2 separate regions of the Macaca mulatta genome follow, and region 2 is linked to region 1. A link is a contact called in public Hi-C data. All regions are on one chromosome and are shown on one strand. The core of a region is the stretch at or near the end of the contact, and the rest is flanking DNA. Distances in the headings are between cores, read along the strand shown. Region 1 holds the start of FNDC5 (fibronectin type III domain containing 5). Region 2 holds the start of S100PBP (S100P binding protein).

Region 1 (2,532 bases), core at 10-2,509:
CAGTGACCCTCCATGGCGAGTGGAGAGGAGAGAACAGGTAGGGGAAGAGGATCAATGAGGAATCACTCCAAGAGACAGGAGGTAAGTGGGGGTGAGAGTGATGAGAATAGTGGGGGTCAGTGAGGAAAACCATCCAGGAGAGGGGCAGTGCAGTCACACAAGCCTCTATCTTCCAAGGGGCAGGTGCAGCATGGAGCAGAGCTGGGCCTCAGCAGTACCCCTCGCCCCACAGAGAGTGAACTTGAGGCCCAGGGAGCTGGGCCTGGCACCTGAGGGAGACAGAGCCAGACATGGAGAGGGAGGTGGAGAGACAGGACACAGACAGGTGGCGGCAGACACAGAACCAGAGGACAGAGAAGTGGGGCATCTGAGAAAGACAGATGCGAGAGAGCGTGCCCCGAACCACGGAGGGAGAGATGAGCCGGGCAGCGGCAGCCAGGAGGGACAAAGACAGAGTGGTAGGAGAGGCTGGGCAAGGACGTGCCGGCCCCATGGGGCAGGTCAGACACTGCACCAGCTCGGGTGCTGGGGCCCACCCCACGCTCTGCACTGCGCCCTCAGGTGCCAGCCCCCATCCCCTTCACACGTGCTCCTGTACAGCGGGACCCCATCTGCCCCTGCAGAGTTGGCCAGCAGGGCTTTGAGAGATGTTGGGGACACGGAGAGAGGCCCAAGGTGGGAGAACTGGTGTCCTCAGCTGCTCCCTGGGCCAAAGAAGGGAGCTAGGGAAGCTGAGGCAAAGACCTGGGGCTAGGGGAATGGGATTAGGGGACTGGGGACCACAAGACCCTAAGAAGCCCAGGGCTGAGGTGACAGGGGAGGTTAGGAAACTGAAGGACAGGTCTGGGGGTCAAGGAGGTAGGGAAGATGCTGGGGGCTGGGTTAGGGGAGCAGTGTTTCGGCCGAGACAGGAGATCCCTAGGGGGCAGGGAAAGGACCAGGGGACTCCCAGGTAGAGGAGTCTGCCCCGGCGCCGGCCCGCCGGTCCCCCGCCCCGGGCCCCCTTACCCGCCTGCACCAGCGCGAAGCAGACGCAGCCCAGCCACAGGCGGAGCGCGGCGCGGGCGCGGGGCGGCCAGGCGCTCGGCGGCCGGGGGTGCATGGTGGCTCCTCCGGCCGGCAGGCCCGGGGCGGCGCAGGGGGACGTGGCTCCGGCGCCCGGCGGCCGCTCGCGCTCGCGCTCCGGCCCGCGGCCCGGCCGCCCCGGCCGCCCCGCGCCGCCCCGCGCCGCCTGCATGTCGGCTCCGCGGACAGCAACTCCCGCGCGGCGGCGGTGGCGGCGGCCGCGTCCACGTCGGGCGCCCGGGGGGCGGGGCGCCCCCGCTGCGGGGAGAGGCGCGGGGGCGGGGTGAGGACCGGAGGGCGCCCCCACTCCCGCCCCCGCTGCCTATTCGGTCCGCTACCGGGGAGATACGGGCTTCGTGGACCCGCGGCTCCCACCCGTTCACCGAGCGGGAGCCCAGCTGGGTTCTCCGCGCTCCCGCCGCGGTCACTCTCTCGCCTGCACACAGCCCTGACTCGGCTGCCGCTTTCTGCCCTTTCCCAGGGTAGAGGGAGGGCAAGTGCCACGGAGATGCCCGTTTGAGCCGCCACCCCAAAGCGCGCCTCCCATCCCTGGGCCTAGGGATCCCTTCACTCCACTCTAGACCCGAGGCCTATGCAGCTGGGGTAGACGGGAGCAGAGGGGAGAGATCACAGTAAGGCTGGGTTGAGCAAAGAGTGCTAAGTGGACACTAGGGCTTCGTGTTCCAGTGGGGTTGGGAAGAGGCTGCTCTGACTCACTGGACTCAACTCTGTGACGCCAGGCCAGTCCTTTTCCTTCATTTTCATCCCCATAGTGAGGGCAGTAATGAGCGTCTACCAGGGGCCAGATACTATGCTGAGCTTTCTTTGCATTATGTGGCTTAATTCTCAGGGCAACTCTGTAAAGTCATACTCTGTGCACACTTTGCACAAGAGGATCCTGCAGCTTGGACAGGGACTTGTCCAGGGACCCACAGCAGGATTTGAGCACAGGCTGATCTGACTCCCAAAGCTGTGCTTAACTGAACTGTCTCCCCACCCAGAGTGACTTCACCCATCCGGAGATTCCTGAGATTCTAGAATTGGCCGGGGTCAGCTCCTCCCCAGCCAGAAAAGAGTCTGCAGCGATCTCTCTAAGAGCATCTCTGAGAGGGGGAGTGACTGCAGCCCCCCTCCCTCATCCCAGCCAGAGAAACAAAGTGGAGGAGAGGCATGGACCAGGGCTCAGGGCCTTTTTGTCTCAACAAGAACCCCTGAGCCCCCTCCCACGACTATCCGAAATTCCACCATTAGCGGGACTTCCCTTTGGGTCTTAAAGGTTTTCAAGAAGCCCTGGAAGGGCTAATTTTCTTTGGAAAGGGGACATCTTGCAAAGTTCTGCCATAGAAACCTCTCCATCCACCTGGTTTTACATTAAGGAAGTGGGGTCTTGCGATGGGAAGAGCTTGGTGAAAATTCACACAGTGGGTCAAGAGCAGCGATAGACAACCCTCCTCTCCTAATGCCCAC
Region 2 (2,532 bases), core at 18-2,517, 56 kb before region 1:
CCTAAACAAATAAACAAATAAAATGTATAGCATGTAGAAATAACAACAGAAAAAAAAAGGCAGAGCAAGGGATGGGGCAGTTCTGGTGCCAGAGGGTTTGTTATTTAAATAAAGTGGTCGGAAATCATGCCTCCCTGATAAGGTGACAATAGAAGCCTGAAAAAGTTAAGGGAATAAGCAACACAAATATTTAAGTACTTCCGCATAACTTTGCTCACTCCACTCCAGCTAAATTAGCCACAATTTCTGTTCCCTCCATCTGAAATGCTCTCCCTCGTCATTCTTCCATTCTTCCTCTGGTTAACTTCTACTCCCGTATTTCTTGGTAACAATCGGAACATATGAGGAGGGGGGATCCACTATCTTCAAGGCGCAGTTTAGAGGTCACTTCCTCAGGGAAGGCTTCCCTTCTCTTTTTCCTTTTAAAGCTCCCAGTATAGCATCTTCCAGTACTTACTTGAACCGTAATGGGTCATTTTTAACGTCTGATCCCCTTCAGACAAGCTCTGGCTTGACGTATCCCCAGCGACTAAGCTCCAGGTCTGGCACTTAATAGGGTGGTGGAGTGGGAGTCCTGGATTCAAAGCTTGGCTCCAACACAAGGTAACTGGACGGAAGAGATGAGCCCGCTGTGCTTTCTGTGGAACCCAGGTAAGGGCTGCTTGATTGACTGACCGACCAGCAGTGAGATCTACAGCCTTTCTCAGAGCTGCCCCAGCGCCGAGACCCCGGCCCCACATACTTAGAACCCCGTAATGGGGCTCAAAATCACTGAACCTCGGGCTCCTAGTCCCCAACGGCGCATTTCCGACCCCCAGGCCTGACCTGCAGGTTCCGGGTGATAAGGTGCAGTTTCTCTTCAGGGCTGGGAGCGTCCCCCATGGCTCCGCTACCCCTGCTTCCCCTGCTCAGCCCGGCACCAGAGCCCCTTCCTGGGTCACCGTCGCCGCCGCGTACCGGGAACTGTCACGCGAGTCCAGCCAGGTTGCATCAGCTGGGCTCGGCGCTCCGCTTGCTCGGCCTGGACCCCTCCCCGCCCGGCAGTAGCTGGAAAAAGTGAGGAGCAGCGGAGAGTCGAGCAGGTCGATGAGACGGGAAAAGGTGGAGCCGGCGGGCACGGTAGGCGGTGCGGAGGGCGGGGCTGAAGCGCCTGCGCGGGGCACAACCCTCCTAGAGGCGGGACGGTTTCCTGCCAATCACTGCTGGTTTGCCCTCCCCCTGGCGTTGGCCCGGCTGACTCGGGGTGGGGGAGGTCGGGGAGGGGGCGATAAAATGGCGCAGGGGGCGGAGTGAGGCGCAGTCGTTCGCCCAGGCTTTGGCCCGGCTTCCGGAGGTGAAGAGCGGGAGGGAAAAGGGGGTCGGCGTTACCCGGCTTGGAGGGGGATGGGGGCGCCTGTTGCTTCTCCAGGGGGTTGCGCACGCCGTCCGCCCCTTGGAGGGATTGGGAGGCCCACGCCCTGCGGCGAGAAGCATTCTAGCTCCTGAGGTGATGGCGAGGGAATGTCCCTGCCCCCCACCTCCAAGTCGGCAGGCGACAGATGCCCCTCACCCCGCTGAGGAAAAGGGAAGCTCCCTGGTCGTCTGAGAGTCGGGGAGCGCCGTCTGCAGTCCCTGCCCAGTGGGGGTGGGGGCCGCCTCTGTCCCGACCGGCTCGGCGGGAGGCTGTTGCTGGCGGGAAGATAGCCGCGGGCTTTTCTGCCGCGTCTCGCGGGTGGGGGCAGGAAGAGGACGGCCCACTCCCCGGGGAGATCTGAGGACGGTGGTTCCCGGGAGAGGAGCGCAAAGCCCAGGCCTGCTGAGGGGGGCGGGTGTGCCCCTACTGGGGGAGGGGCGGGGAGAAAACCCTCGCTTCTCCCGCTTTCCGCCGGGAGGCGGGAATTCGCGGTGTCTCCGGAGGAGGGAGATGCAAAGGGCCTTCCTGGAGGGCGACACCGTCCCGGGCCGTTGCATTTGTGAGAGAGAGCCAAGGCAGTATCCTCCAAAGGTTGGGCCTGGGCCATCCTTTCTCCGGGTCCTCAAGGGCTGGAGACGGCGTCACCAGTTACTTCTAGGGCAAGAGGGAAAGCAGCACCTCGGTGGGTCCTGGAAAGGTCCTAGAAGTGGTTGAATTGCCCACCGCCTGCCCTAACCTGATCTCCAGTGTTTTGTGTATTCGTTAGGGACTCCAAGCTCTAGCAGACCTGCCTGAAGTGTTTTAAAGCACATTTTTTTTTTTAAAGAAACCTGTTGCTGCAGCTTAGCAAATCTGTTTTCTGTGCCCATGTGGGAGGAGAATCCTGGCACTCTCATCTAGTGAAATGTTACCTAAAGCAAAGATTTGCAGCCCTGGGTTGTTTTTTCCGTCCTGCGGTGTTTTTAGTTACTTCGAAGGAATTTGCAAAACTGTTACAGATAATTTGAGTTCATTTTGATTTTTTGTAAATGTTGTGTGTATTTTATGGAGTGATAACAAAGCTTGCTGAGTGCGTTTTGTGCTGTGTGCTTCCCATGTATTGCATTTGGGAAAGGTTGGAAATCAAAGGCCAGCGGGAG

Evidence for each region. Hi-C and Micro-C count contacts between places; a contact is called where the count stands out from the background.
Region 2: a Hi-C map of fetal cortex germinal zone shows a contact between it and region 1, with 4 times the contacts expected there. The contact joins the promoter of S100PBP here to the promoter of FNDC5 in region 1. A contact is called at or near these places in 5 of 14 Hi-C or Micro-C datasets (CD4 T cells, cortical neurons, fetal cortex germinal zone and 2 more).

What each region holds. Positions count from the first base shown.
Region 1 is chr1:207,982,865-207,985,396 of T2T-MMU8v2.0, reverse strand. FNDC5 (fibronectin type III domain containing 5) reads right to left here and starts at 1,259. Exons shown (of 6, transcript NM_001436077.1): 1 at 1,009-1,259. The coding sequence starts at 1,102.
Region 2 is chr1:208,038,701-208,041,232 of T2T-MMU8v2.0, reverse strand. It overlaps S100PBP (S100P binding protein), which reads left to right and starts at 1,267. Exons shown (of 7, transcript NM_001266754.1): 1 at 1,267-1,333. YARS1 (tyrosyl-tRNA synthetase 1) reads right to left here and starts at 1,018. Exons shown (of 14, transcript XM_028836407.2): 1 at 826-1,018.